Regions from separate parts of the Mus musculus genome. Here all the other regions are linked to region 2. The links are chromatin contacts, called in public promoter capture Hi-C maps. All regions are on one chromosome and are shown on one strand. Each heading gives the region's core, a stretch centred on a gene start, on an enhancer-like site or on the middle of the called end of the contact. The rest is flanking DNA. Distances are from core to core; before and after follow the strand shown.

Region 1 (5,105 bases), core at 2,534-5,033, 610 kb before region 2:
CCTAGGCCATCTCTGTCCTTCCCCGTCCACCCCTAAGAATGTATCAAACAAGCCGCTTGCCGTCATGTGTTTGCAGAGCTCTTCTGCCCCTTCCATCTCCAACAGGACACATCTACTCTGTTGAGTGCTGATCACATGCCCAGCACATGCTACAGGACGCACCCATGAGCTCGCACAGGCTTCATGACATCCCCACCTGTTAGCAAGAACATCCCCCAAACTTGCATTCAGTGTCCTATCCAGGCTCTCAGACTACAAAGAAGGATAGCCAGGACAGGCAGCACTGACCTGTACACAAGTCTAAAGCCAATGTTTGTTGCCAGGCAGTGGTGGTGCACACCTTTAATCCCAGCACTCGGGAGGCAGAGGCAGGCGGATTTCTGAGTTTGAGGTCAACCTGGTCTACAGAGTGAGTTCCAGGACAGCCAGGGCTACACAGAGAAACCCTGTCTCAAAAAAACAAAAACAAAAAAACAAAACAAACCAAAAAACCAATAGCAAGTGTTTGTTTTGTTTTGAAACAGGGTTTCTCTGTGTAGCCCTGGCAGTCCTAGAACTCACTCTGTAGACCAGGCTGATCTTGAACTCAGAGATCTGCCTGCCTCTGACTCTGGGATTAAAGGCGTGCACTACCACTGCCTGGGTAGTAGTTTGTTTTATTAAAATCAGCACAGATAGACGTGAACACTGTCCTGAGGGGCGGTGGTACATCATTGAGCAGCAGTCTTTTCCTAAGGAACAAATGCTAGCTGTGGGACACAATCAGCGTACACAGAAGAGCAGCGCAGCCTGGCCGGTGGTGAGTGCCAGGGGGAAGGTGAATGGGGATGGCTGTAAAGGTAGGCACATGGTAAGAACAGACCTTGTTCATATCATATCATGTAGGGTAAGCATGCCCATGTGAGGGGAAGTCTCATGTTAGCGTCTCAGCAAAGGGGACCGCAGCCAGACGGGGGAGGCAAAGGCAGGTCAGGGCGGCTGAAACAGTGAGCAAGATTACTAACAGGCGAGGTCAGGGAGAAGTGTCTTAGCATAGCAGACACCTGCTGGGAATGGAGAGCTATCACTGCGTTCTCATGGTGGCAGCAGCAATGAAGGCTCCCTGTGACCTGAGACAGATAAAGGGGTCTCGCTCCACCCCAGTACTGTACAGATTCGAGGCACTGTTAGAAACTCTACGAATGTTAAAAACCTCCTCACATTCTGATGCTAATTTCCTGTAGCTAAGCAAAGACGTTGGGGGACAGAGCATCTTGGTTCTCTAACTGGCAATTGTTGAAATCTCCCCACCCCAGCTGCCTTGAGGAATAGAACTGTCTGCCAAACCGTAAGGCAGACGACCCATATTCAACATTGAATATTCCAGAGGCCTTGAACTGTGCTCACAGCTGACAGGTGCAGCCTCGGAAATACTGCTTCCCTTTGTATCGGGCGTCTACTACCACGAGCCTTGGTTCTGATCTGTAGGTGATTCCCTGGTCCCAAACGCCAGTCCTCTGGAAAAGCAGCAAGGGCCCTTCACCACTGGGTTGTATCACCAGCCTCCCGCCCCGCTTGCCTACCTCAGCAGTGTAATTCAAAGCAGCTGAGCAGTCAGTAGCCTGGGCCCCAAAGGTGGCAAGATTGCCAACTTCGTGACATATGAAAAGGAGGCCACTGACCAGTTTGAGAGAGTGTCAGGGATGGGACAGAGGGAGGCAAAAGCAGAGGACAGGGAGCCAAGGCTAAAGGTGAAAGCCGTAAAGAACCAGGGAAAGCGAAGTGCAGGACAAGTTCAGGAGAGCTGTAAAATCTTTAAGAACCAATGGTCTCAGATCCCTAAGGTCTGAGAGTGAACCCCAGCTGCCGTCAAGGGAGGAATCCCAGTACAAGGAAGGCTACAGATGGGTGAATGATGGGATATCTAGGCTCTGTTTTGCAATCACCTCTTAAGAGAAATGGGATTAAAATTATATTAAAGGCATGTAGACTGACAGAAACTGGGCCATGGGCGCATACGGGTTATTTGTATTTTCCTAATTTTTGTGTACGTTTAAAAGTAAACATAGCTGGGTGGTGGTGGTACATGCCTTTGATCCCAGCACTCAGGAGGCAGAAGTGCGCGAATTTCCGAGTCTGAGACACAGCATCTCTAAGTAGTCTACAGAGTGAGTTCAAGGACAGCCAAGACTACATAGAGAAACCCTGTCTTGAAAAAGAAATGATGATAAGCAAAAGTAAATCTAAGAAAAGTACTAGTGAAGGGAGAAGAAACAGTAGGAATGGGGGTTGCTCTCAGGCTCAAAGTCAGAGGAGGCAGGCGAGTTCTCTGTACCAAGGGAAGACATATTTCACCATCGCCACAGACTACAGGACAGATCCCTTCCTTTCCTTATGGGAGAAATAAACAATCTCTGAACCAAACTTCCAAAATGTCTGTGACATTTCTCACACCAATCAATATCTTTGCTAGGAACTTTTAAACCTGCTAACTGATAAAAAGCTGGGGACAACTGGGGGTAGTGCTGTCTTGGGTGCTGCAACAGTAGGATAGACATGGTTTCATATCTGCGACTTGAGGAAGACCCAGTACTTCCGTGTGTCCCAGCTAGCTGAGACAATTCACTGCAAGACTGAGAGTCTCAGACACATTACATCTTTTTACTCACTCGAAAATGGCCACTGACACCTTACCATATGTGGAAGTTGGAGATACGAGGAAAAGACATATTATCTGCCCACACATGAAGTCAGAATCATAATTTATACACATATGAAACTGCAGACCCAGGTCAGTCTGTCGTAAGGAAAAACACGGGGCTCAGGACTGCTACCCAATTTTCTGCTGCGAGGAATACGATACGATAGGTACAAGTAGCTGGGACACACAGAAGTACTGTGATGAATAAGCCGAAATGTTTGCAGAAGAGAGACCTCCCTCAAGTCGCAGAAATGAAACCAAGCCTACCCTACCATCCCATTGCCCCGGACAGAACAACCCTACTCCTTCAGTGAAGCCTAGACCCAACTGAACCCCACCTCCCACTCGCCATCCACAGTGCCCCTCCCCCTTAGCTGTCTCGGATGTCACGCCCCGCCCACTCTGACGTCACTGCCCCGTCCTGCCCTGCGTCACGTCACGTCTCTGGACACAGCCGCGAGACACGCCCTATGCTGCAGCAAAGTCCTGTCACTCAGCCCCTTGTCGGCACCCCCGTTAGCCTTTAGCAGCCCCTTCGCTCGGCATTTTCTTCCACCTTCCACTCGATCTCGGACGGGGAACACGGCTTCCTCACCCCACCCACCCTGCGGCTGAAGACCCGCCTTCCCCGATGCGGCGCAGTCCCTTCTCTCCGCCCACTCGACTGCAGTCCAGACCCAACTTTGTGCCCCTTCGCATGACGTCATGCCCCCACCATTTCCCCCCCCTCAGGTTGCCCAGCTCCTCACCAGCTCAAACCGGTTGTTGACACGGACTCCTTCCTTCCCTGCACCCCCGGGGCGCCGGCCACCCAGCCCCGGTTTTGGTCCCTCTTCCTCTGCGTCATCGTCATCAAGGAGGACAAACTTCAAGGCGTCGGGCCCTAGGGGTTCCTGGCCGCGCTGTTCCCCCCTCAGTCTCCGGAGGGCCCGGCGCGACATAGGACCCGACAGCCTGATGTGGGCAGAGGGACGAGGAAGAGCAGCAGTGTGGCGGCGCCTGCGCACTTGCGGCGCGCTGGCGCAAGATTGGCGTGTCGCGTTTGCGCGCCGCGGCTCTCCGGAACTTCCTCCCAATTCCCCGTGGAGTCGGGGAAGGTGCAAGGGTGGCCCAGGGAGCTCTCGCGAGAGTCGGGCCCTAGCGGCGGCCGTGGTGCGGTGCTTCGGCTTTGGAGATGGCTGGCTTTCAGAAAGCCGGCTGTGCGGCGGGCAGCAACGCGCAGGCTCAGAGCGCTGCTCCGCACGAACGCGATTCCCGGGGGCGAGCCTGGGGGCGAGCGGGCAGGGGTGGGGCAGGCGAGGAGGCCGTGAGAGCAGGTGCGCACGCCGCAAGGCCCGTGTGCAAAGACCTCTGCTATGACAGGAGCGAGGGACCCAGTCCCCAACCCCTCTCTGCTAGCCTACCCATGCGACTTGTCCGATGTCCCCCACCTCCACGTTGTTACTAGACTGCAAAGGGACAGTTTTCACCTTAATAGAACCAACCTAACTTCTTTCAGACTGGGTAACTCCTCTCCACAACGTGCACCGAGCCGAGTTAGGTGTTAGGGCTTGCTTTTTATTGTCGCGAACGCAACAGGGGTGGTCATGTTACAGGGGTATTGGGTGAGGGGAGAGCTGCCTAGGTGTGGATCCGTGGTGTGAAGTCACGGCAGCCCTACCTATGTGTATTCTAATTCAGGAAGATTTTCACAATAAGGACATAGGGATCCTCGGCACAGATCTTTTCTTTTTCCATGTTCTTTTTGTTTTTGTTTTTTGAGACAGAGTTTCTCTGTGTACCCTTGACTGTCCTGGGACTCGCTTTGCAGACCATGCTGGCCTCTGCCTCCCAGGTGTTGTGACCAAAAGTGTGTGCAACAACAACCGACCTTTTTTTAAAACAAAACAAAAACACCACCTGTCTTAGGGTTTCTATTCCTGGACAAAATATCATGACCAAGAAGCAAGTTGGGGTGGAAAGGGTTTATTCAGCTTACACTACATACACACTGCTGTTCATCACGAAAGGAAGTCAGGACTGGGACTAAGCAGGCCAGGAAGCAGGAGCTGATGCAGAGGCCATGGAGGCTTGCTCAGCTTGTTTTCTTATAGAACCCAAGCCCAGGTATGGCACCACCCACAATGGGCCCTCACCCCTTAGTCACTAATTGAGAAAATGCCTTACAGCTGGATCTCATGGAGGCATTTCCTCAATTGACTCCTTTCACTGTGATAACTCCAGCCTGTGTCAAGTTGACACAAAACTAGCCAGTACACCACCCAAACCAAGATCTTGCCCTGTAACGCTGGCTACCCGTGAAGCTATGGAAATCCTGTTCTGAAGGGCTGGAATTACAGAGCTACTTCATGTCTACGCCCCAATTTTTATACTTTTGGAAAACTTTCCTAGACGAGTCAGGATTGAGTACCTCCAAAGTAAAATG
Region 2 (4,833 bases), core at 121-2,620:
TGGAAGAGCAGTCAGTGCTCTTAACCACTGAGCCATCTCTCCAGCATAAATAAATATTTAAACAAAACTTTCTTCAGCTCAGGGGAAGACAGCTTTGTTTGTCACCATAGTGGGCTGGGACAGACACCTAGGTGTGCCATTATAAAGGGCACGCGGGAGGGGTGGGGGGATGTCTCAAACAAGCCAGCTTCCAACGTGTTCAAGATGCAGTTTCTCCCTCTCCTCCGCTGACCCTCAGGGTCCACCTCAGAGGGAGTCTCAAAGAAGACCAACCAAGATGCGGAGGGTGTTGTGAAACTCAGGCCGGCACAGAGTCCCTCTCGGTTGAGGAGCCCATGGGCTAGTACTACATTTGTCCTCGGCTCCAGAGGACGATTCTTAGGGTATGGTGATGTTTATGTGTAATTCCAGGCAGGAGGATCACGCGTTTGAGGCCAGCCTGGGCTACGTAGCAAGATATTGTCTCAAAAGAAAAAAAAAATAGGCCGGCCGCCTTACTTCCCGTGATAATAATCTTCCGGGTGAAGTCAAACACCCAACCCCCCACCCCAGACTGCCACACCCAACGCAGACTGAGCAATTTCACTTCCCGGTCCCCTGGGTGGGGGTGGGGGGCACCCGGCACGGTGGTGGAACATTCCAACACCCACACACTGAACGCTTCTGTTCTGGAACAGTTGTGGTAACCCTCCGGGAACCTGAGGCCCGAGGCCTGGAAAAAGTCTGGCCTGGCTGGGGCCTGCAGAGTGGCCTGGCTGGGGACAGCACCTCTGTTATTCATGCATCTGGCTACAGATGCAGCCTGGAGGTCTTAACCCTTCAGAGGAGGACCAACAGCCAGCTCCCAGGCTTCTTGCCTGCCTACGGAGACTATGATTTGGAGCCATGAAAATCTATAGCAGCCCTAGCTCTGTGATATCCTTATCTGGCGCTAGAAGGAACAGGCCTTTCTACAGGAGTGAAAGGGGAGGTCGGTATTGCAGAAGCAGAGTGGTCTGGCAGAGGTAGAGCCTCTAGCAGGTTGTGGCCCTAGTTTTTCTTGTTCTTGAAGCCTGAGGTGCTTCCAGAAGAGGCCACAGGAAGGCTTCTGGGAGTGAGGCTGGGTTCCGGCCAAGTTTGACAGAGCCTGAGGCAGCAATGGAGAGGCTGTCCCTGAGGTAGTGTCCCAGCATTGCGTTCTGCTCACGGCGGATTTGTGTAGTTGAGAAAGCCGTTGAAAAGACCTCATAGTGTTTTCTCCATGGGTGTCCACGTGGCCTGGCAGCTCCTGGGGAGAGGAAGCAGCGGCAGCTGGGGGGATGGCTGCCTGCACCGGGAGAGGAACAGGAACCTGGAACTGTTCTCACTGGCAGGCCAGAAGACTGAGCTTGAGAGAATGCAAGCTGTCCGGGGCAGCTGGACCAGGTAGCCATCTTGATTCTGTGTGTGATGCGCCACTGACTGGCTCCTGCCCAGGCTGACAGAACCGGTAAATGAGGTGAGGTGCCCTTACATGGCAGAGGCAGAGTAGATAAGCCTGAGCTGTGCAGACTACGGGATGTGGGGCAGAGGTAGAGCCAGAAAGTGGCCAGGACTCTGAGGCTTAGCATAGGCCCAAGAGCCAGATCCTAGTCTGGGCCAAGCTCAGGGACCGTCCTGTGTCCCCTTCCCCCACTGGACCAGTGGCACCTGGGTCAGACTCAGGGCTGATGGATGAGCCCCTTCCTGTAGACTGGCCCTGGGCAACTTGTGTCTCTCATGCCACTTGGCTTTCTGTAGTCACATGATACAGGATGGGTGGGCAGGGAATGCAGGACAGACGTTCACCTTTTACTAAGCTCAGCTCATTGTCCCCAAGCCACGTCTCTGAGTCCCCCTGGGTGTCCTTTCTTGGCCTGGATGACACCTGGGGCCATGGTCCTGGCTACTTTGGTTTGTCTTTCAGCCATGTCTCTGGTCTTCTATGGGTTGTCCCAGGTCCCCCATACAGGTTTCAGAGGCTGACATCATCTTTTCAAAGAGCACTCTCTGGTGTGGAAGCCCACAGAGACCTGCCTTGCTGCTTGTGATGAAGGAAGAGGAGCTTGAGGCCAGAGCACAGAGGACACCTGCTCCCAGCTGTGCACATGGTCACCAAGCTGTCACCAAGCTTCTCATGCCCCCCACTCCCACCTGTGCCCCAGCAGGCATGGCGTGCACTGACACTTGGTTGGGGGAAAGGTAGGATGCGACCTCAGAATTCAGGTCAGCATATTCTAAGGGGGTGCTGCTCTGAACAGGGGATACTTCTGAAAAAGTGGGGAGAAAAGAGAGACACCAGAGCTGGGACATACTTAGTCTCCTCCATGTCCAGAGAGAGGAGTCTGCCTGGGGCTCCGTCACATGAGGGAAACTGTCCCTTTAAGGCCAGGGTCCTGCTCTGTTCTGAGACTCTTGTTCAGGAGGGTTCAGGGAAGTCTATAGCTAGGACTGGCTTCAAACCAGGAATATCACCCTCTCTAAAGCTTGAGAGAAAAGCCAGAGATGACTTTAGATGTCTTCAGATAAACCCAGGAAGAGCAAGGGACCCTCTATTTTGATGGGAAAATCTAGCGGCTTTCAGGCTTTTTACCATATGAGCACCTTTAGGCGTCCCTCTGCAGAACCTCCTGGGTGCCCCCTCCCTCTGTCACCCGCCAAGTTCATGCCTTCACCCTGACACAGCAGACCAGCCTACCTTTGATTGGCTGGTTGTCTGCTGTCCCCAGGATTTCCTGCTTCTGGAGCACTGGGAGCTCATTGAAGTCGCCCACTGCCATCTCTCCCAGTCTTGCATCTCCATGGCTCTGATGATGCAAAGCACCAGCAAGAAGCAGCAGCCAGCTCGAGCCACCACTGTCCATGGCTCTGTGACTCCTGCTATGAAGTGCCCTGAGAACAGCCGTCCTTACAGCCCCGGCACCGTTCTCTTTAATAACAGACCTCAGAAACACACAAGATTTCCCTGAGAGGAGGGTCCCCACAAGGAAGTGCTGGATGGTAAAGGTCAAAATCTTGATCAGGGGCCAAGAAAGTTGGGGCTTCTCTAGAGGGGCTGCGTAAGAGATGTGTTTTACTTCCTGGTTTTTAAATAATAAGAGTATTTCTTCGTCTCTTAAACATTCCCCTAAGAGTCACCTGTACTTTTTTATAGGGTAAATCACCAACCGTGAGGCATCAGGGGGACAGTGATGACACCAGGCCTAGAATGAAGGGCATTCTTGGTGTTACCAAGTAGGCATGCCCAGACTGCCACAGCTGCCCAGTCATACTGACGTTTGTCCAGCATCTGTGGGTAGAGACAGAATACAGATATGAGGGATCCTGAATGGAGACACACATCAAAGAACATTCCACAGTGCCAGGAAGGAGGGAGTGTCCTAACAGACTCTGTCCAGGGCTTCCCTGCTGGGCTGGAGTGCAGGCAGGGGGCAACATGGCCGGGTGGGGCTTGGCTTGGCTCTGCAGATCCCATGTGCACACAGTAGCTGCTCCTTGCCAGGATCACTACTGTGGGTTTCAGAAACAGAGTCTGTGCACCTATAATGTTTAAAGGAGCATCAGACAATCCTGTTAAGTCTCTGTTTAACAGCACAGGAGGAAGCAGGAGGCAGTAGTGACAGATGAGTGTTCCTTCCCGAGTAGCTCATCACAAACCCCCATCTCTCCATCTTCCTCTGTGTTCAAACTGTGTGCATGGCGGTTTCCTCCTTCATACCTCTAAGGAGAGCAGGACGCAGCCTTCAGACACATGCCTCCAGGGCAGCCCTGCGAAGGCTCCAGGTATGTCTGTGCACGTGTGTGTGCATGTGTGTCCATGTGTGTGTGGTGTGGGAGGGGTGTGGTGTGCATGTGCATGGGGTGGGTGGGGCTGACTTGCCACAGCTGGCTTCATCTCTGAATTTCTGCATAGCCAAAACTGTCCCCCTGCTACAGGAGGCCGTGCGCCTTGATATGAGACTTCAGTGACTTATCTCCCCAAACCCTGAAGATATTTCTCTGCTCCTTCCAAATTTATTGTTTAAATAAATCGATGTGTTTAATGCAATGCTTTAAATGTGACTTTAAATAAATTGATGTGTTTAATGCAATGCTTTAAATGTGACTTTTAAACAAACTGATTGATCTAACACAAGTTCCCCTGGGTTATAGCTTGGGTTTTGCTCTGTCCCTCCAGGAACATCAGCCACCTGGGGTGGCAGCTGGCCCTCTGCTCTTCAGCTCCTGGGGCCATTTCCACAACTATAGATTCTGTTTTGCATTCTAGCGTCACTTCAGACTCACTTGCCAAGGCGCTGGCACAAAGATCCGCCTGCCTGTCTCCTGGGTGCTGGGGTTAAAGGTATGTGCCACCATACCCTGCTTGGCACCACTTTTTTGGTCCTGTTTTTTTTTTTTTTTGTTTTGTTTTGTTTTTTTTGGCACTGCTTTTTAATAGCTTAGTTGAGGTGTGATTGACATGTAACATACTGCATGTATTTAAAGTGTGCATCCCAGGGCTAATGAGGTGGTTCAGAGTTTAAAAAAAAAAAGTGCTTGTTATGCAAGTCTGATGCTCTGAGGTGAATCCCTGGAACCCACAGTGGAAGAAAAAAATGACTCTCAAAAGCTGTCCTCTGATTTCTACATGTGCACAGTGGCACACATATACCTTCCTCCCTGCACACACACTACCACTACCACCAACCACAATAATAATAACAACAGCAACAACAGAAACATTCATGTATCAGTTCCAGAGTCTGACTAGTCACAAAGCCTTTGCTGCCATCCGGTTTCTGGGAAAGCCATCATCCGGGCTCTTGCTCTGGGTCATTCTATCCACTCTCCTACCTG
Region 3 (4,965 bases), core at 2,252-4,751, 650 kb before region 2:
CACACACACACACACTATTTAAATTAAATATATACATTTTAAAATTAATATATAGTAGGATACCTTATCTGCAGTGTTCCTTTTATTTTATTATCATTATTTTTTTTTTTAGAATCAAGAAGCAATCTTGTCAATCCTCCTGCCTCAGCCTCTCCAGTAACTGGAACTATGAGTGTGCACCTAATGGCTTCTTACATGCTAAACACGTGCTTTAGCCACATCTCCACTATCCGGTGTTTTGATTTTAACACGAGAAACATATCAACATATAAATTACAAATAATAAAACATGATTCAAAAATAAAATCTTCCCAGTCCAGTAGAATACAATTGTAATAATACCAGTACTTAGAAGGTGGAGGCTGGAGGACCATGAGTTCATGGCCAGTCTGAGCTACACATTAAGACACTAACATAGAATAGCACACAAAAGACATTATAAGAACATATTACCGCAGACTATTTAATATGTAAATTAATACAATTATATAAATGAAGTAGCATCACTACAGAAAATAAAACCACCCGGTGCAGTGAACCCAATTGAAACTCCAGGCTCCAGTCTGCAAACCGCGGGGTTGCTGTCCGAGGTGCTGACCCACTTGGGGCGAGGGTCGCCAACGACAGCAGGGTAGTGGGACATGAACAGAAGCAGAGTTGGGTGTGGCTCCCAAAGACAGGAGCAAAAGCCCTGTAAGATGTTCAATTCCCCTAAAACTCTCAGCACCCTTCTCACCGGGCCCATTGGCTCTCCAATGGGTCACACCCTTCAGAGACTTCTACTGGGGTGGGTGTGTTCTGGCAGCTGATGGGGCACAGACAGGAGTCATAGACAAAAGCTCCGTAAAGACACTTACTAGGGCACCCCTTTATAGGAGAATGCATCTAGGAGCTCAGGCCCTAACAAAGGGAGCACACAAAGGGTAGACCAGTCACATCTGCTGCTGGTGGGGGCACATGTCACCGCCTGCCTTGACACATCTGCACACACCTAGACTAAAATTCCTGCCTTGCCCAAATCCATGGTGTGATCTGAAGCTGAGTGACTCAGCTTCCATAACCCTCATCTTTCTCAGCCTTAAGGGAGGGTGACACCCATGCCACACTTCACAAGGTGTAACAGTGCACCAGCCTGGGCCTGGTGCTTTAACACGCTCACAGCGGGTGAGAAACTTATGAATTGCTAAGGCCCCCCTTCTGCTGCTTCCCCGAAATTCTCCTGGCTTCACACTTCTCTCCCTGTCCCCACCCAGCCCATACTTCTACCCAGTCACCTCTCTGAAGCCAGCAGTCCTTTGTGCTAAGACAGGGACCACCCAAAGACCGATAAGCAAAAAAGCAGCTCTTTGTGCCCACTCCCTCAGTTGCTGCAGGTGGCTAGGGAGAACTTTCTCCATTGTAGCTCGCAGCAGTGACCCAAGGGCCAGCTACCAAAATAGGAAGTAAATCTGGTCAAGGAAGTTTATTTTCCCTGGGGCAGACACTAAGCAGGTAACGTCCCACAGGGCCTGGGCCTTCAGTCTGGTCTCAGAGATCTTCCAGGGCAGAGGGCTGGATGGAACCTGCCAAAAACGCCTTGTACTGATTACTAAGAAGGGAGCCGGTGGAAATGGAAGAAAATTTACTCATTATTTGCATTGTTAAAAAGAATTGGCATTAAAAATTTAAACACTCGTAATTATATATATATATAAAAACCCTAAATATTAAAAAAAATGGGCAAGCCTATGGGCCACAGTGCTGAGGAGCATAAGAGACCTCAGCTGGGTCCAGCACTCAGAAATGTTCTGTGGCCATAGCGCAACACACGGAGCCTGGGCGTGGTGGACCTGACTTCTAGGCCCTTACTCAACAGGAGACCCAGAGGAGAGCACAGAACAGCACAGATGCAGCAAGCTCACCAAACAGGCCTTCCGATGGCAAACCTTCCCTCCCCCACTCACCCCAGGCCCTTTCAGGAGCAGATGTTCGTCCAGGGAAAGCCTGGCACCTGTGACCACATTAATGAGCCCTCACCCTCCCTTCAGGCCAGGGCAGCTGTCAGCGATCATCCCAGGAGTCCTGATTTGATCTGAGGCCCCTTGCCTTAGGCTTCCTCTGTATGCCCCCCTACCCGCCACCCCCCCAACCCCGCCCAAATTTCCCTTGTAGGGCAGAAGCAGCTGTCTCCCCTGTGATTAGGGAGTCTCTGTGGTGCCGCTTCCCTTCCCCTTTAACTAGAGGAACCTCCACCCAAGAGCCAAACTTGTAATTTACATGTCAGCCACGTGACTGGCCCAGCCCGTGGTAATTAGCTTTTTTGTTCCTGCCCGGTTTCTATGGCAACAGCCTCCAGAGGTACTCTTTGCTTCGTCCCCTCCCTCCCAGGACCTGTCTACCCAACCTCCTCCTTTGGGAACTAGCATCCCTAAGCCCCGTCCAGCATTCATCTGGACAAAGCTCCCGTTTCATGTTGTTCAGAAGGGAGAAGATTGAGGTAGCTGACCCCACCCACTCAAATGCAACCCAAGTGGAGGTTGGGCTTCTGCAGGAATCAAGTAGTTCTGTCTGCCACTTGCTGTGTGACCTTGGGTAAGGAACAGTCTCCTAAGGACTTGGAAACAGGACAGCTACCTCACTAATGATAGTAGGATTGCGGAGTCACTGCACCAACCCCGCGCCCCCCCCCCGTTTTTTTCTTTTTCTTTTTCTTTTTCTTTTGCCTTGGCTTCAACACCTGGATGCGGGCTAACAATAGAGGGGAAATTGAGGCAATCCTTGCAGTCGGCTTTGTTCTGTGCTCAATCCCGACTGGGAGGCCTTGGGAGCGCACAGTTAGAGATGGGAGATTTTCAGAGTCCAGTTCTGGATCAAGGTCATTGGAGTGCAGGCCGAACTCCTCCAACAAAGGAACAGGGTGGGGCAAGGAAACTGGGTGAGCTGAACAAGGTTGGGGATATGAGGGCGGCCTTGCTCCCTGAAGACTGTCTAGTTCTCCAGTGGGGATCCAGGCATGTACAGTCATTATGGTTTTAGGGGAGAGCCCCACCCAAAGTTGCCCGACACACCCATCTTACTCAAGGCTTAAGTGGCAACCTCAAAGAAGGCCACGCCCAGTCGGCGCCCCCCAACCACATCCCCTGTACCTGATGGTGTGTGTGGGTGCGCAGAATGGATGGGAATGCGAGTCAGAAGGGTTACCCCCAGCCTTCTCCTGCAACCTGGGCGCAGTGCAGAGTGGCGTGATTGAGGGGAACCGATTGGGGACCCCGGGGTCCCAGGAGCGGGGCAAGGGGCTGGGCTCTTCCCTTTGTTCCGCTAGCGGCTCCCAGAGTCGCCTTTCTCTCCCTCCACCCACCGCCCTGGGGCTGGCGCTTGTGGGGACGCAGGACGCCGGACGGCTCAGCCTCACCTTGGCCCCTATCTGGTTGCCGCACTGGCCGGCCTGGATGTGCACGATCTCCCTCATGCTGACTTCACGCGGCTAGAGACGAAAAGGCAGGCGGACAGCAGGCTGCGGAGGATCGGCAGCCTCCGCCGCGCCCTCTTATAAGAGGCTGCCCCGCCCTCGCTGGCTGATGTAAGCGCTGCGGGCCAATGCTGGAGCGCCGCACAATGCGGCAGGCTCTGCAGCATCAGCACCGGCACCGAGATCCGCCCGCACAATGCGGAGCAAGTCTGGCCGCGCCTTCGGAGGAGGGGCCACCGGTGGGCAATCCGCTCTGGGGACAATAGAACCCAGGCCCCTTAGTGCCCCACCCCAGTAGCTGCCTCCCCATTTTGTCCCTGCCCCATCCCCACCCTGCAGCTTTGTGAAGAGGGTCTTTCTTTCTCTCAAGTGCTTAAGAATCAAGACCCATATTCTCTGAGTCCGCCGAGTCGCTTGAGGTGGGAGAGGCAGGGGAAGCGAAACCCTTCTTGAGACCTCTGTGCAGACCTGGGGACGCTAGTCAGGACGGTGGCGGATTATAGCTCCGAACTCTGAGGTCACTATTTTCTGGAGAAGAGAGGGCTACCAGTCCGCGGCTCCACAAAGGGCTGCGCCGAGGGTGCAAATGTACCTGGGGTGTGAGGATGCACACACAGTATCTGGCAAGTACCCCTGCTCCATGAAAATCTCTGTGAAAAATTCTAAGGATATACAACCCACTCAGTGGAGCATGTCGAACAGTCTTTTTTTGTCTGAGCCATGCCTGATGTCATTGGTACCCTTGTGCTTCTGGTACAAGTGAGGGTGAAGAGGGGGCACGAGGTGAGCTGGAGCTACCTAGGTAAGGAGACTGTGTGTGGAGGGGGCCCATTGGGAAGCAGAATCAGGAGGGCATGCAAATTCACAGACAACACTGATTTAATATTCATCTAGGACCAGTGACACCTTATGAGGACTATTTGATATTTCAGTGACAGAAAATTCTTCGGGAAGAATCTGAGACAATAGTACCACACTTCAATGGTCCACAAACATTCATTTCACAAGAGCCGCTAAAAAGCTTAAAAACACCTGCAGATGCCTTCGTCCAGTTTGCACGCACGGGTGCACGCTGGATAGAGCGGCTGCGCATACAACTTTCTCTGAGGGTAAGCATCCAAGTTAGCCGAGTTTAGAAATGGGTCTTTTGTTCTCAAGAGATGCCCCTCCCCCACAATGTGTCCATGATGTGGCTTTCTGTGGTTCCAGCTGGCCTGGCTCAAGAAGTATTGGGTGAGCATCTGTCTCTGTCTCCTTGTCTGGACAGAGAAGATGCTTAGAAGCATCCAGAGGCCTGGGATGCTTCTCTGACAGATGACATCAGGCCAGAGCTCTCTGTGTCCCCAGGGAGCTATGGTGTCAGGCTAAAGGCTGACTCATGGTCCTGTCTTCCAGCAAAGGCTGGCCCTGCCGGGAACCAGCTTCCAATCTCAGTCCAGCAGGGCTGGAGCTGATAGTGTGGCTAGGTCCTGGCCTGGTGCCATTTCCTGACTTGATGGTTGAGGGCATCTCACTCC
Region 4 (5,137 bases), core at 2,504-5,003, 570 kb before region 2:
ACACCAATGTATAATACACACACACACATATATATACATATACTTTAATATGTATTAAAATAATGTCACCCTTCCCGCAACATAACTTTAGTACCTCTACATGTTAACTTGCTCACCCTTCACACTGGAGAAGTGGCCTAGTGGTTAAAAGTATCTATTCTTCTTCCAGAAGACCTGAGTCTAATTCCTTTTTTTTTTTTTTTTTTTTTTTTTAAAGATTTATTTATTTATTATATGTAAGTACACTGTAGCTGTCTTCAGACACTCCAGAAGAGGGAGTCAGATCTTGTTACAGATGGTTGTGAGCCACCATGTGGTTGCTGGGATTTGAACTCCTGACCTTCGGGAGAGCAGTCGGGTGCTCTTACCCACTGAGCCATCTCACCAGCCCCTGAGTCTAATTCCTAACACCCACATTAGGTAGCTTACAACCTCCTGTAACTCTGGATCCAGGGGGTATCCAATACCTCTGAATTCTGCAGACTCCTCCTGCACTCATGTATGTGTACACACACAAGTATACACAAACACACACACACCCTTAGGAGTGACTATGGAGACATCTCCCAATTTAAGATTAGGAGACTGCCAGGCAAGGTAGCTCATGTCTGAAATTTCAATATTCAGGACTCAAAGGTGGAAGGATCTTCATGAGTTTAAAGCCATCCTGAGCTACAATTCAAGATAGCCTGGGCTACATGAGATACTGTGTCAAAGAAACAAAATCAGGAGGCTGGGGAGACGGCTCAGGGGATAAGGTACCTGCCACACAAGCATGAAGAACTGAATTTGGATCCGCAGCACCCGTGTAAAAGCAGAGGTTAGCCGCAGGATCCTATAGCCCTAGTGCTGGGGACTGGAGATAGTGGTATACCAAGCAGCTGCTCGTCAAGTCAAAATGGTGAGCTTCGAGATTAGTGAGAGACTCTGTCTCAAGCGGAAGGTGGAGAATCAGACCAGCGTGGCTCAGAGATTGACCTGGGTCTCCAATATCCCACACAGCAGAGATTAAGACGCTCTACTGGCATCAGAACCAGCTCCTTCAGGAATAAACTACACAGGGAATTCACTAGTACCTCAAGTCCAGAAAGACACAGGGCTAGCTACTTTCAGGGAGTGGCTACCTTAAAGTTTCAGTGGCTTTATGAAGCTCAGAGACTGCTCTGGTAAATACATTTTTAAAAAATCTATCTATCTATCTATCTATCTATCTATCTATCTATCTATCTATCTATCTATCTATTTATTTAATATGTGTAAGTACACTGTAGCTGTCTTCAGACACACCAGAAGAGGGCGTCAGATCCCATTACAGATGGTTGTGAGCCACCATGTGGTTGCTGGAATTTGAACTCAGGACCTCTGGAAAAGCAGTCAGTGCTTTTAACCACTGAGCCACCTCTTCAGCCCCGCTCGCTCCAGCTAAATACTTTTTTTTTTACCCTTCAAGAGCCAGCAAGTTCCTGTAGTCCCAGCATCTGGGACTTCAAGGGTTCAATATCAGCCTGAACAACATAGCAAGATCCTGTCCTAAATCAAACAACCAACCAATCAACCAAACCCCCAAACAAGTTAAAACGCTCATATGCCTTCATGGGGTATGCTTACCAACAGACATTCAGAGTTATTCAATAGTTATTCAAAGATAACAGTGGATAGAAAGTGAAGTTGGTGCCTGCCACAGACAGGTTCCTCTCCCCAAAGGTCAACATAGAGTGCTTTCTCTGAACTTTGACCCAGCAGGAATTGCTACTGGTCTGAGAACAAAAAGGCAGTACAACTCTAGGGGGTGGAGAGCTAGGCTGTTGAGTGTCCTTTTTGATGTTCCCAGAGAAACCCAGCAGGGAGCTAAGCTGGGTTTGTTCACAGTGCAGCCCACTACCGTTACAGTGGCAAGCCACTTACAACCCTAAGCCTCAGTTTTCTTGTCCCAAACATCACAGGCCAGACCAAGCAGGCTGCCTGCAATCCTGTGTTGCTCTGCAGTGCTGGGAACCAGATCCCGGGTTATATTCTCTATGGTAAGCAATGGGGTGGGCCCAGGAATAGCCTTGTGAGGCGGCCAGAGCCACAGGAGTGTTAAGGCTGTGAAGAGTTGATGGTGGTGCACCTGCCCCTTCAGGCCAGCCTTGGAAGAGGGAGCCCAGCAGGGTTTATGCAAATCATGCCACTTTCTGAGCGCACTGGCCAAGGTTAAACCTCAGCCTACCTGGGTGTTGTGTTTATTATTTCCCTGTGCAATATATCGGGGCTTTTGTGCAAAATTTAACAGCTTGGAAGTGTCAGGCAGGGGTGTGGAGGGAGGGAGGAAATGGGTATAGGCTGAGAAGCCTGGGAAAGCCACGGTGGCGGCTCCTCTGTGCGCACAATGGGCCCTTCCTGCTCCAGAGGCAGCTGTTGTCCTTTGCTTCTCTTTGGCCTTGCTTATCATTCCTAGTCCCCCGCAGATGCCTGCCTGAGAGAATTTCTGCAAGCCCACAGCTCTCGGGGTTGGAGGGAGGCCAGCCTTCCCTCAGCAAACACACAGCCTGCCTTTGTGCTCCCAACCGGGTATCAACTTTTGGGGTACTATCACTGTATGCCCCATACTAGAACTACAGTTCTCCAGGGGGAAAGTGAGGCGGAACAGTAGACAGGAGCCTGAACTCAACGCTCTGAATAGACTACAATAATCTTTCAAAAGCTCAATTGTTGGTTCTCACTGTTTAAGTTTTGGTTTTTTTTTTAAATCACAGGTTATACACTCTGCTTACATTTACAATTAAACTCAAAAAATTAGTATTAATTCAGTACAGACTCAGAACAAGGCACATTACTCCTGCTCTCCCTACCCCTAGAAAAAGGCACACATCTCTAAGTAGCCTCAAGGTCTGCAGTGTCGCCAGAGGGGAGTACCAGTTTCACGGGAACACCCACAGGCCCTGCCAGAGCAAGGCCAGAGGACTGCAGACTCCCCCAAACCATCTTAAAGGGAACTGACTAAAGGAGAGGCTTCCGAAATTCAGGACTTGACCGTAAGATACTCCGGCTTTTAACCAAAGCCACTCTCCCCTGGGGAAAGCGTCCCTGGGCGCGAGCAGCCAACCGGCCGCTTCTCATCAAGAACGATGGGCTGTTGGTAGGGTTATCCCAGACTGCGTGTGTGTGTGTGTGTGTGTGTGTGTGTGTGTGTGTGATAGTGGGCTGTTGGTAGGGTTATCCCAGACTGCGTGTGTGTGTGTGTGTGTGTGTGTGTGTGTGATTGTGGGGTTCTCCTAGGTCGAAGGGAAGACAAGGAGTCCCAGATCCAGAGGGCAGGGTGGGGCCTTCCCGGTCCGGTAGAGCGCTATCTGGGCGCTGATGTGAGAAAGGTCGAGGCCCCGTCACTTGGCACCGGGGTGCCCTCAGCGGCCGCCCGCTCGCCCGCCGCGCCGGCCACACCCCCACCCACTCCGGTGCGCCTTACCGGGCTCCAGCCGCGCGCCAACCGAACCGTCCCTACGCAGGAGGATGTCTGCCGTGTCCCGGATGCGCCGCACGCCGCCCGGCTCGCCCCGCAGCCCGCGGCAGCCCTGGAAGCACACCGCCCAGGCCTGCTCCTCGTTGATGGGCTGCTCGTACACCTTCAGCACTTCCTCCAGGGACAGCTCCCACGGCTCGGGCCGCGCCGCGCCCCCCGCGCGTTCGGGAGCTGCTGCGCCGCCGCCGCCCGCCCGGGCCATGGCCGCCCATCATCGCCGCCCGCGCGCGCGGCGGGTCTCCATAACAGCGGGGCGACGCACCGCCGAGCGAGGGGGCGGGTCCCGCGCCGCCCGTGTGCTTTGTCATTCCGGCCCCGCCCCTCGCGGGCAGATGCAGGTGAGGGCGGGGGCTGATGGAGGAGGAGGAGGCTAATGGTCAAAGAGGCGGGGCCGGGCGGGGAGGGAAGGGAAGACCGGTAGGGAGGGGCGAGCCAGGGGGAGGGGCAGAGCTAGGAGGGGCAGCCGGAGAGGGAGGGTGCAGGACAAGAGAGGACTAAGGTTTGTTAGAAACCGGTTGGGGGTGCGAGGAGGAAAAGCTGACTGAAGAGGGGTGGGGTTAAGCATGATGGGGACCTTGCACACGAACACACACACACACACACACAGAGGCACACGTACACGCGCTCCCTTGGCTCTGGCTCTTTAAAGCAGACAGTGCCTGTGATGGTCTTTGTGGAAGGCCTGGACCTTAGGAGGTCGCTATAGTGTGATTGGCTCAAAGATGATGCAAGCCTTCAGGGATGAAGTACTTCATAAATGGTCCTTTTTTTCTGCTCGAAAGGATCAGCTTCAAACCCTTAGTGTCTTAGTGACAAACAATGTGACCGAGCTAACACAACACCTCATTCTCAGAGTGTGTTGCCTTCATTCCAAGGCACATCAAAAGTGTTAACAAGCTAAGCACAGCACACAGCTTTGTTGAAAGTAGTTTCAGCCATCTTTACGACGGTTGAGAAGAACAGAGCGAGAAGACACAGCTGGGAGATAAATGATAACAAGGCAGTTGGTCTCGGGCTTTGCTTTGCGGTAGAACTATCGCCTAGGAAGCACAAGGCTGGGACATAATTGTAAGAGAGAGACTTGGTGTAGGGCTGGCTGACAATCTCCTCTGGATTCTTAGTCTTCAATTGGAAAGAAAGGATACAAATGAATTTTGCCTGAAAGTGTTTATAATCAATATCTGGGCGAGTGTGACATCCTTCAACCAGTTCTCAAGCTTATGAGACACAACAGATTTAAGCGGAACCAAAGGACACTGGAGAAGAGGAAATGAAAGGGAAGGTTCTCTCTGCTCAGGATACATTGTGCAGACAACCTGGAACTCTGGCTCTTCTTCCCTAATCCTCAGAAACTTCAAGGGCTACCTCAGTAGGGAAGGAACAGTAGGAACCTCCCACAAGGAAACTCATTCCTTGCTTATGTTAGGAATGAGAGCCTGTATCCAAGTAGTTTAAGGAAAGTCTGAGTCACACAGTACCAAGTGTGTGCTGACAGCGCCCACTGATGAGGCCAGGGTGTTTCTGGTTGGCCGGCTCATAGAATGGTTTCTGTGTTTCTTTTTCTTTTCTTTTCTTTTCTTTTCTTTCCCCTTTTTTCTCTTTTTTCTTTTCTTCTCTTCTCCTCTTTCTTTCTTTCTT

The links. Promoter capture Hi-C pulls out the DNA fragments that hold promoters and counts their contacts.
Region 1: a promoter capture Hi-C map of liver shows a contact between it and region 2, with 4 times the contacts expected there. The contact joins the promoter of Tcf25 here to the promoter of A530010L16Rik in region 2. A contact is called at or near these places in 4 of 39 promoter capture datasets (hippocampal neurons, liver and pre-B cells) and 1 of 9 other capture datasets (macrophages).
Region 3: a promoter capture Hi-C map of liver shows a contact between it and region 2, with 4 times the contacts expected there. The contact joins the promoter of Tubb3 here to the promoter of A530010L16Rik in region 2. A contact is called at or near these places in 3 of 39 promoter capture datasets (liver and stem cell-derived epiblast-like cells).
Region 4: a contact with region 2 is called in a promoter capture Hi-C map of liver, with 2.5 times the contacts expected there. The contact joins the promoter of Spire2 here to the promoter of A530010L16Rik in region 2. A contact is called at or near these places in 3 of 39 promoter capture datasets (hematopoietic stem and progenitor cells, liver and pre-B cells), 1 of 115 datasets of contacts at active chromatin or transcription factors (pancreatic cancer cells) and 2 of 9 other capture datasets (liver and pancreatic islet).

What each region holds. Positions count from the first base shown.
Region 1 is chr8:123,372,389-123,377,493 of GRCm38.p6, reverse strand. Tcf25 (transcription factor 25 (basic helix-loop-helix)) reads right to left here and starts at 3,783. Exons shown (of 18, transcript NM_001037878.4): 1 at 3,430-3,783. The coding sequence starts at 3,621.
Region 2 is chr8:122,759,298-122,764,130 of GRCm38.p6, reverse strand. It overlaps A530010L16Rik (RIKEN cDNA A530010L16 gene), which reads left to right and starts at 1,370. Exons shown (of 3, transcript NR_151739.1): 1 at 1,370-1,477; 2 at 1,957-2,199; 3 at 2,727-3,121.
Region 3 is chr8:123,410,089-123,415,053 of GRCm38.p6, reverse strand. It overlaps Tubb3 (tubulin, beta 3 class III), which reads right to left and starts at 3,501. Exons shown (of 4, transcript NM_023279.3): 1 at 3,392-3,501. The coding sequence starts at 3,448. It overlaps Mc1r (melanocortin 1 receptor), which reads right to left. Exons shown (of 1, transcript NM_008559.2): 1 at 4,310-4,965.
Region 4 is chr8:123,331,329-123,336,465 of GRCm38.p6, reverse strand. It overlaps Spire2 (spire type actin nucleation factor 2), which reads right to left and starts at 3,753. Exons shown (of 15, transcript NM_172287.2): 1 at 3,446-3,753. The coding sequence starts at 3,701.